Linked DNA regions of Mus musculus: region 1 is linked to region 2. Evidence: chromatin contacts called from public Hi-C data. All regions are on one chromosome and are shown on one strand. The core of a region is the stretch at or near the end of the contact, and the rest is flanking DNA. Distances in the headings are between cores, read along the strand shown. Region 1 overlaps Unc5c (unc-5 netrin receptor C). Region 2 overlaps Unc5c (unc-5 netrin receptor C).

Region 1 (5,617 bases), core at 462-2,961, 290 kb after region 2:
TTAAAGGTGTAACTCGTGCTAAATTAAGATGAGCTGTTCATCAGGGCTCATTTTCAGGAACACCGTTAGATGAAGTACTCCAACCAGAATGGTCACAGACAGACAGAGAGACTCTCAAGGACTGTGACCTCAGCTGAATTTACCCAGGGAACAATGCACTCTTCACTTTTAGTGACATTTACTAAGTTTAATTACTGGGATTGAAGTCTTTTATACCGGGCAGACAGTAGCTGTAAATGACTTAATTATGAGAAGGACCAGTAGAGTCTCATAATGACATAATTTTAGACAGGATGTTAAGTGTTTGTTAGGGTAATAGTTCCCATGTGAGGATCTGTTTCATTTCAAGGTACCACTTCCTGAGAGACAGCACCAGGGGTTCTCGGGAAATGCATCTTTCTTCAAACCTCAGTTTTCTCTGGGAGAATTCACAGACCCACATTCTTTGCTTACGTCATCTAAGTCTCCGACAATGGAGTCTTTCTTCAGTGGTTCAGTACATAAGAGTTTCCCTTCATTCAGGTAACATGGATGCTGTTATTTACTTATCTTTTTGCTACTTTTTTATATTCATAACACGATGCTTGCCTTTCTCATCCGATATTTGTCTTCTGTGATTGCACTATTATCACACAGTCGGGATGACTTAAACTGAGCTTATATAGAGATAGATACAAATGGCCGTGGAATTATAGTTGCTTCTACTTCTGTAGCGTCAACCATCATGGATTAAAAATAGAAAAGTTTTCATGTGTATTGAACATGGAAATATGGGATCCCTTGTTATTTCACAAACAATACAATATAGTAAAAAATTCTGTAGAATTTGCATTCTGTTAGAAGTATTAGTAATCTAGAGTTTATTTAATGTGCACAGGAGTAAGTATGTAGGCTGTCTACCAATACTAAGCCATTTTGTATAAGGAGCATCTGCAGGTTTCTATATCCCTGGTAAATCAAAGAATCAACCACACACACACACACACACACACACACACACACACACACACACACATACACACACATACACACACACACACACACACACACACACACACACACACACTCTCACACACACACCCATACACACATACTCACACACACAAAAACACACTCACACATAAAGATCACCAACCATGTACATGACATGCGCACATCACTTTTATACATTGATATATACAATACATTTAAAAGGCAAAGAAAAACAGATAAAAAGAAATTCCTTAGGAGTAGATAATGTAGAAACAGAGGTATAATTATACATACAATATAAAAATAAACAAATGGTTGAATAAAAGAATTTAGACAGACACCTGCATCATGATGCAGGACACAGTCAATCTCACAAACACTACACATCTGCCTACCTACAAGTCTCCTTTCCAGGATCCTCCATTACTCTTACCATATCGGTTCTTCTCACATACAACACTATACATTGCTTTTCCTATTTTGGACATGTTTGCCTTGGAATTAAAAGTATATGAATAAATCAATATTACACGATACACTCATGCTTATTCTCTTCCTCTGTGTGTTTTATTTCATGCCTGAGAGCCACTAAGGATTTTACCCCAGTGTCTTATCTCCACCAGACTCTGCTGTACACTCTGACAAATGCCATCCACTTGAGGGAGCACAGGATTCCGCCTCCCACCCAGTTCACTTCTAGACTATTTAAAATGTCCATGATTTCTCAAAGAGGAAGTGACTTAACTTTACATGATCAAAGTGTCTGTTTACCCTTTCCTCTTGCCTTATGGATGATATGAAAGTCTGGGAAACCCACCAATACTCATGTCACCAAAGGGAAGTTGTGGGACCTAGGCAAGCCATTTCATGATTCACTTGTGCCTCAATTACCCAATTTTCAAGAGGAGGTAGTATTGCACTCAGTGTAATGATGTGTGCTGAGAATGTACATGCAATAAAACACATTTTTTTACTGTTGGTGAAAAATAAATTTGTTATCCTTTTAAACTCACAAAAGGGCTTTCAAAAGATCATTTTCTCAAACTAAAGTAAACAGCTATCCACATGGAATGCCTTAAACTCTTAAGGTTCTTAACAGCAGCCTTTTCTATCTTTAGAAAAATAATTGTTTAGAAAAATTTATTTCTTGCTTAATCCTCACTAAACCAAATATTACCAATTTGGCCATTAACCATAAATAGGGAGCAAGGTCTGTAATTATAACCAGAAGGTCCCCATTAAAGCCCTCTGAGAAGGAAAAAAATGTCTTTAAATGTTCCTGTAATTATACCAGACACATGTTAGCTCTTACTTGGGTTGCTGTCTGCTATTAAGGAGCAGCTCTCATTATCACTCAGATAAGGATTTTTTTTAAATCCTAAACCAAAGATTCATAAATTATCAAGGCCCATTGTCTTAATTTTGGCTCAATTCCGTCATGTGCTCATGATCCATTTCTGGGTCCTGCAGGTAAGACCATCACTAGTGTCAGGTGTTGTCCTGGTCTCTTCTGTATTTGGTTTATGTTTTAATTCCCATGAAACATAACCATCTGATACCTAATCTTTGTGACAACTTAAAAAAGCTGGCAACCCAGAGGGATTTTATGGTCCCACAAGCAATGGAGCAGGCTGAGTAGGCCAGCAAGCTATCTTCTGTCCCCAGGAGGTGATGGGATAACATTGTTATCATGTAATCGTATAAGTGATATGCTATTTTGGAACAGGAGCATCTGGCTGCTCCACAGAACATTTCCTTTTCTCTATTGTCCCTTTTAAATGTATAAGTCATATTTTGCTATAGCTTTCTAAAGTATCCCATTTTTTTATATGCTAAGAACCCTTCACCATGTACTAAGTAAAAGAAAAAAAAAAGAAAGAAAGAAAGAAAAGAAAAGAAAAGAAAAGAAAGCGTAAAGTCTGACATAAAATAAAAATCCCACAGGCAGAAACTAGTTTGTGTGAAACTGAAAACGCATGGGCTTGAGGGCTGGGCCAGGATTCCAAATCCATGAACCCTGCTAGCCCTGGGAACGTGGGCAAGTTTCTCACATTCTCCAAGAGTCTCTACACGCATGGACTGAGTGGTGAGACTTGACCTGTCGTTTGTCATGACAGTGCAGTGACAGCTTAATGATCCTCTACTTTCCATGGGCCAACTTGTACATGAAGATAGAGATTAAGCAAGCATGAAAGAATATTATCATGTAGAAGTGAATCAGGACCTCATGTGTGTGTGTGTGTGTGTGTGTGTGTGTGTGTGTGTGTGTGTGTATCTATAAAGGGGAGCAGGGCATTTCTTTTTTTCAGTTTGAAACCCAGTCACATCATGCACTCTTCTAATATTTGTTCCTCATAAAAGGTACTAGATCTTCTTTGCATAAAAAGACAACAACAACACATCAATATCACCTTGGAAAAAGATGCGAAATGACTTCTACCAATTACAAACTCTAGCTGTTTAATATTAACAATTATAGGACACTGTCATAAGAATTTTCCCATATATTTTCTTTTGCTCAAAACATCCATTGTGCATTTTAATCTCATACATAGGGCACAGACCAGAAATCTGTATCTCCTCATGTGAAGAAATCACCCAGTTCATTTATTTGGATATGTCTGGAGTCTGTGTATGACACCCCATGATACATATGCATGCCTACAAAACATGCATATGTATGACTAATACAAGAGAAAAAACACTGATTACAACTCTACAAAGGTATATAGATCCAGTATCTAGAATGATCAATATGAAATAGAGAAAAGAAATAAAACTTAGAGGAGGGAGGGAGGTTTGAGAAACTAAAGTTCATGAAATCAGTTTAAGCAATTCTCAGGATACATGGGGTGGATACCGTTAGGAGAGTTATCCCTGTAACAGTGATGGCAGCCTGGTGAAGTTAGGCATCTCCAAGACCAACACCGTCTTGAAAATTTTTGCTCTGGTCAACATTCATCAATTAACCTGTTAACAGTTCACTTGGCAAACTGCATGCCAGTATTTTTTCTCCCTCAAATATCTTTTATGTTTGAACTTTTCTAAATTTGCAGTAATATTATCTTTATTAAGGGAAAAATGTCATTAACTATTTTCACATTTAAGAGCACTTACTTGTATGTGAGTGTAAAGTTCAGAACAGGGCTGCTGGGGTTGAATCTCAGGCTGTAGTATTTACTAGTCATGAGATTCTGAGCCAACTAGGTGGCCTTTTTCTGTGATGAATAAAAGTCCCTTCTTCATGGTTAAAATGCTTAGAACAGTATGTGAATATGTGGTGTATGATCAATAAAGTTTAGTTATTATTGATGCTATTACCAGGTGTTTTAATCAACCCTATTTCTCTCCAAACAAATAGTGATCCCAGCTCCCTTTAGTGCATCAAATCCTCTCTACACACATATTTCCCTGCCTTTTAAGTTCTGATCCCTACAGTTTTCCCCATTACTGCTTGCATTCTTCAGAGAACAATTTCGTTCTTCTAGGAACTCTTGTGAGAGCTGGCCTTTTCTAGATGATTGTCACTAACCTATCTGCCCAACAGGACATGGACAAGGTGCTGTTACTTTTCTTGTTTCTTATGACCACTTTAAGATCACCTATCCACTCCCTCTTAAATATTTGCATTGCTTTGCATAATCAGGTAGTGAGAATCTAGATACTCATCTGCCTATTACATTGGCCCCAATTGCTCCTATTTCCCCATCTCTGCAGCCTGAATATGGCCATAGTGATTAAATGTAAGTGCCTAGATATTTAGTTGCACATTATTCTCCATGAGTTCAACAGATTCCTCTAGAGGAGGTTCATATTTGAATCAGTGGGTTGAATGAAGTCCATAACCTTCTGCAGGGTGAGGGGACGCTCATCAAATTTCTTCAAGTTTTGGAAGGAATCAAAATGCTTGGGGAGAATTAATTCTCCCTGTGCTAGAAGATGTTCAAAATGGCCTATTTTTTTTCTACTGTTTAAACCAGATTTGGCCTTGGACTAGAAATTGTCTTTCATGCTCCTTAAACCTTGAGAACTCAAGACTGTGTAGGTTGGTAACTGCAAATCCTGTAATTTCCAAGTTTTAGACACACAATCCCTATAGTAAATGCTCTGTTTATCTTTTGCTTCCCCCTCATATAGATATATAGATATAGATTAGATATAGATAGCCCCTACAGAAATGTGACCAATATGTGAGGGCTCAATGTATCATGTCTACAATGCTTATTACTTTAGCAACTGTTGCTTAAAATTACTGGTCCCTGTATTCTCAACAATGACTAATAAATGCTAGACTGATGTGTGTGAATGATGGAATCCAGTTGAGGATTTTCTTAAAGACCACCTACTGATAGTTTTCAGCCATTGAACACAGCAGAATTATTTTGCCTTAGAGATAAAGGGGGATGGGAAGGTCTTAAGATGACAACAAAGGAATTCTCTGGAATAGCAGCAGGGAGTCCTGACATTGCCACAAGGCTGGCTTTTATAAGCACCAGCCCATCACTACCTTGTTCTGAGCCCTCCTGATAACATTAAATGGGTGTGCTTTGGTTCTGGTATATTATAATGTCCACTAGCAAGAAACTCAAGTTCTATTCAGGCATAATAAATCATTGGTCTCATACTAGCCAATAACTCACACTGC
Region 2 (5,600 bases), core at 2,745-5,244:
TGTTTGGGAGTTAAAAGATTTCAAATATGCAAAGCCCAATGACAATTTTCAGAGACTTTTAAAAATACAGATTCCATACATGTCTATCACAAGAAAGTAACTTAAGATGTGTATGAGTAAGTTGATGACGTGCTATACCCAGAAAGTTGTAAAATGGATAATTTAACTGAAGAATACGAGAATAAGAGAATTACACATGTAGGTAAATTTCACCATGTCTATTTGTCACAAATGTCGAACTCCACAGGTACTTAACTCTCTTTGTTAATTTTTTGTAAGCTGTATATGACATTGAGTAACTATGTGGCAGGCCACTAGATGGCACCAGGCACAAATAATTTGTTTTTCTACCCACCCACAGCAAGCAAGGCATTCCTGAGAAGCTCTGTAGAAGTCAGACATGCCACAGGGGTGATGATGAAGCTCCCTCTAAGATGAACTGTGGCAGGTGAAACGTGTGTGTTGGAAAGCAGCAATCTAACAACTATCATTTTCTTCCCAAGGAGAAAGAGCAGACTGCTTAGTGAAAATTATTTGATGTATGGTATGTTCTAGTTTGGAAACTGTCATTCACATGATAGAAAGTGGTTTTATGACATATGATTCCTTCATAAGAGATCAGTCATTTTTCCTTTTCCTGTTGTGAGAGTCTGAATACAAAAGCAAGTATCTCTAGATGCTTGAACACGAGGACTCTCAAAATATTCAATAATGTTGCTTTGGTTATATTCAGTATTTCTGTGTTGGTGACTTAACAGTTTTTAGGATAAATTAACCAGAATAGCAACATATTTGTTCCTCTTGACTTAGCACAAAGCATTGAAGTTACACAGAACATCCAGTCCAGACCTCTCAGTTTGGATTTCTTTGATGGTTCCAAAATCCAAGAAGTGTAGAGGAACCTTCACACTTGTTTCAAGAGGCAGCAAAGTCTTTCTTCCTCTTACTTTTTAAGAACATCAATCAAACTCTTAAAAGTTCGAACAAACTCATGCTTACAGATATCAGCCAACAAACTTCGTTAGGAGTATAGAATTTCCCTTCCACAGTCAGTGGGACCAGGATTTTTATATATGAATATGGTTAGAGAAAGAGACTGTAGAATACATCTCTGAAAGAGAAGACAAACAGCATGAAGGAAGAGGCTCCACAACTGTACCCACAGTTCTTTAATGACTAGGATAGAAGAGTTAGCGTGTATCAGGAAGTAACAGAATCAGAGGGTATTAGGCAAAATGATTCCCAATGGAATCCATTCAGCAACCTGAATACTTCTAGCCCCAAAGTACACCACAGCCATATTTTGAAGTTTCTGACTTAAGGGCATAGGTGCTTTCTATTTAACTATGTCAGTGGGGCTGCTAAGTTTTCATTCACTATCTGCTGAATGGAGTTCCTATATCAAAAAATAAAAACAAACTAACAAACAAACAAAACCCAGGATGGTCCCAAGGAGTATGCACAACTAACGTTTTATAGGATGGTCCTATAGCACTAATCTACATAAATACAACTGAATATTACTAAAGCAAAGAGTAATAAAGAAAGAAAAATGTTACCAATTCATTCAGCTGCATGGGCTTTTTGTAGAAATGGTCTTGAGATCTGGAGATCAATAAATGAGTAAAGTAGAATTTACAGTTAGTTGGAAGGCTGGACATTAGGGCCCCAGCAGAGGTCAAGACAATGGTAAGAAAAGGATGCCATCTCTAAGCGAACAACATCATGCAATAATGACACAAAGATAAAGACAAACAAATGTGTGTTGAAGTAATCCCTGTTCAAATCAATCCTGCCTGCAAGATAGAAAAGGATGATGACATTTGAATGGGAGATCAGCATTCTGGAACCTTGAGATGATCTGGTCTCACCACAAAGTTTACAAAGAAGGGCAATGAGCGCCAGTGAGTTTCAATGTTTTCCCCAAAGTCACACAGCCATACAGGGACCAACTCCACAAGGATAACTGGTTTCCTGATTCCTAGTTCAGACACTGTTCCCACAACCATACTGCCTCCCAGATAGCCACAAGAGTAAATGAACTTTACATAGAGAACTCTCCTCATGATAAGAGCAAGAACAGAAAGACTCTGACCGAGCAAGCTGAAAGAGCAGACATAGCCATTGAGCATTTCTGTCTTTTCCACCACAGAATGGTAGACCAAAGGTCAAGGAAGCAAAAGCTATTGAACTAAACTGGTGACCATGCCCACCTCTTTAGGCAAGAAAGGGAGGCAGGTCTAGTCAACACCAAACACTAACAGTATTGCTAACTAAAACAAAAGGAAATTCTTTTTACTAGAATATTTGTAATAATCATCAATAATAATGATAATATTTTTTAAAAAACACTTGAAATTGCTTATTACAAACACACATGTGGTACAGAAATGTTTGTGTGGAGGAACATGAATAGCTACCTCCCCTGTAATGCTAGAGCTCTGTTCCCAAAGGATACCAACGGGGTTACCCCAGGATATAAGGAATTTTCTCAATTTCTCCTTTACATTTAGATTCTCCACTTCCCTGATACCAATGCCAATACTGGTCCAACAAGTTTCAGAAACAGAACACTGATGGGAAGATTATCTGAGACACTTGATGTACATGATTTTTAGCAAAAGTCTGTGATTTCTCTGTAAATTACTAATCTGAAATAGACACAATAAACTGTCCACAGCTTCAACTTCAAATGATCTGAACAAAAATAGAACGAGCCATGGACAGTGTCTGCATCCCTGTCCAATTTGATGTAAACAACATTTGTAGAAACTGGGTTTGTTAAGAAAGTTTATCCATACATCTGGATAGCAATAAAAAGCGTTTCCTAGGAAACTGTAAGATCCTGTACCATACAGCATACAGCCCAACGAAGAGAAAATTAGATTGATTCTTAAATTCAAGGTACAAATTTACACAATTTTTCTTAACTCCCGCGGTGGTGCTGTCCGAATGAAGTGGGCGTGTACCTTGGTGGTTATATCTGTCCCCCAAGTTTCCTGTTGCCATCTTGCCTGTAGAGCGCCTTGGTCCTATCTGGATTTCCTCCTCAGATGTGGTTCCCCTGAACACAGACTCCCTGTGTAATTGTGTCCTTCAGCTTTAGTTCCAGTGTGGTCAATACTGTCCTTCTGCTGCCAAGGACACCACTGTCTCATGTCTTCCCATTTCTTCCAGGACGGCTGCCAGCATGCTCAGGTTTCCATCTGGGAAGTTCTGTGCTTCCCAAAGATCCAGGATTACGCCAGTTGGGCTCGATTTGGTGGCAAAGTAATTCAAGTACCTGCAATCAAGAATGGGAAAATATGCTTAGAGGTGTGATTTACAGGTCTATTTACAGTATTATCTTCTCTGCGTTGGCACTAAACCTGTCTGTCTTGAAGCATTTCAGTCCTACCGTGGATCCTAGTGAACTCCACTTAATGATTGCTCGGTTCCTAATTAGATCAGCTCCAGACAGGACATGTGCTGTTTAACTTTGTTAACCTCAACTCTGAATAGGATAATTTAAGAGACAACGTGTCTGTGGGTTTTGTCCTAAACAGGAAATCAAGAGGCTTATGTTTTCTGTCCAGTCTGGACTCTGATGATCTTTGACAGGTCATACCACATCTCTTCCTTGGAGGTGACAGATATTTTCTACGAAGCAGAGGCTCTCAGGGTCTCTTTATAACTTAATACAAGTGCTTGTGTGAGCATGTAAATTATTCATCATGCATTACGTCTTGTTCAACTGGCGATGGATGAACAATAATTACTTTAGTGAATAGACATCATATTTAGGAGCTCTTAGCACATGAGCTAGGTAAAGTCTATCACAAATCTTGACACTGATAAATGTCATATATCCCAGGAATTCTCTTGGAATTGTTTGGAAGCTCACAGTCAGAATGAAAATATAAACAGATGTGTAGTGGGAAGAGAAAAGTGCCACTTTCTATATCATTCCTTTCAGTCCTGGAATCTCTGCTAAATGAAAACAGTAGGTCTAGAAGCCTGGACACACTCACCTGTCCAGGTTGAGTTTATGGGCCAGCATCCTCCAGTCATGGCCTCTTGTTTGAGGGGCATCCAGGCTGCTGCATAGCTTCTGCCGGATAGGGAGAGGAATGCTGAAAGCACTTGGTCCGGTGACAGTGGTGATGGTACTAGCAGGGTCCAGGAGAGGTAAGTCGATGCCAGTAGGTTCCTGTAGGAACGACACAACTTTCTTTTCAGAAGGCAAGTGTAATCGCTGTTGATTCAGTCAGCATAATACTTGACTCTCAGTTGGATATTCTCTGTATCCAACTTGAGATGGATACAAAGAGTACAGGTTCTCTTCTCTTCAAGAAGGACAGTCTCTTCCTGGCCTGGAAGTAGTGGGTTAGTAGAGGTAGAGGGAGATAGTTTTGTATAGCCCATGTTCAGAGTTCCTAGGTCAGGACTGGGCAGGGCAGAAAGCTCTAGTAAGATTCCACAATGGCTTCCCTAATGAGACACTCCAAGATCGCAGTTCTCAACCTGTGGATCATGACCACTGGAAAACATAAACTCCTACTGGCCTCAGGAACTGAGAGACTTCTCAGTATCAAAATTACAGATATGAAAGTAACAACATAAATAAATTTATGGTTGGGAATTCCTAAGATCACCAGAAATACGTGTTTTTCCCATGGTCTCAGCCCACAGACTGAGAATGGTTGCTTTGGGAATGGAGAAGAGAGGGAATGTCTATGTTCTCAAAGGTTTAGATGTTGGAAATGCTCAAAAGGGAACTTCTTCCTGAAGGAATAAATACATCTGAGAGAAATAAGATCTTCTAGAAGCCATCTAACTGTAAAGGCATCCTCTCTGTGAACACATAGGAGACCTCAGCTAGCCCTGTGAAGGTAGTTCCCTCCATCTCTTGCTTGATAAAATGGGGCGATGCTAAGATAGATCAAATTAAGGCAAACTTAAAAAAAAGTAGTAAACACAGAGTATTGCCTTAGGGCAAGCCACTAATGGTATCCTCTAATTGCTGAACCTCCTTGCTTATTTTTTTTTAATCCGATTTTAGTAGAGAAAACTATAAATTGGCTCTTAAAATAGTTTCAGCTCATAAAGCAGCACAAATGCAAAAATCTAAATTTCATCTGCAAGAGAAACTCTAATCATTTTCTGATCACTTCTGCTGGTCTGAAAGCAAGAGGAAACGTTGCCTGGGAACCATTAAAGCAATAACAAGAAATCTTCTCGATCTGCTTTGAATGTCACCTCTTTTTTAAGGCAGGTAACGCCTTGGGGTGCTGGAGGAGACACTAGGCACAGAGCCCAGGTCATCCTGAAGTCTGTGATGTCCTTCTAAATGCTGAGCTTAGGGGGTTATTGCCCCTGCTGTTAGAGCCCTCATGTCCTGCCCTGATTCTGAGGTCTCTGCAGACTTGGGATTGCAGGAGCTTTGAGGGGCAGGTGGGGTGTCTCAGCTGGCTGGCTCCCAAATGTGACCCACAGGGTGGTCTGCGTTTTGGGGATCAGTGGCCAATGGTGATTTTCAACTTCTATCATCCCTCTGGATGAGACCCATTGAGGAGCTGGGGGACATGTGAGAGAAAATTGTTTTTCTGGAGTTTGTTTGT

Evidence for each region. Hi-C and Micro-C count contacts between places; a contact is called where the count stands out from the background.
Region 1: a contact with region 2 is called in a Hi-C map of the N1E-115 cell line, with 12 times the contacts expected there. The contact joins two enhancer-like sites. A contact is called at or near these places in 1 of 484 Hi-C or Micro-C datasets (the N1E-115 cell line), 1 of 115 datasets of contacts at active chromatin or transcription factors (bone marrow-derived dendritic cells) and 1 of 9 other capture datasets (embryonic stem cells).

What each region holds. Positions count from the first base shown.
Region 1 is chr3:141,534,490-141,540,106 of GRCm38.p6, reverse strand. All of the region lies in intron 1 of Unc5c (unc-5 netrin receptor C), which reads right to left. Among named protein-coding and RNA genes, the nearest start is that of Unc5c, 72 kb to the right of the region's middle. Within about 2 kb of position 1,711, at least 6 of the 459 cell types and tissues checked have an H3K27ac peak or open chromatin away from gene starts, as enhancers often do. A contact at or near this core is called in the N1E-115 cell line, where this site is marked.
Region 2 is chr3:141,826,090-141,831,689 of GRCm38.p6, reverse strand. It overlaps Unc5c (unc-5 netrin receptor C), which reads right to left. Exons shown (of 16, transcript NM_009472.4): 15 at 4,011-4,189; 16 at 1-3,283. The coding sequence ends at 3,118. Among named protein-coding and RNA genes, the nearest start is that of Gm15689, 150 kb to the right of the region's middle. Within about 2 kb of position 3,994, at least 3 of the 459 cell types and tissues checked have an H3K27ac peak or open chromatin away from gene starts, as enhancers often do. A contact at or near this core is called in the N1E-115 cell line, where this site is marked.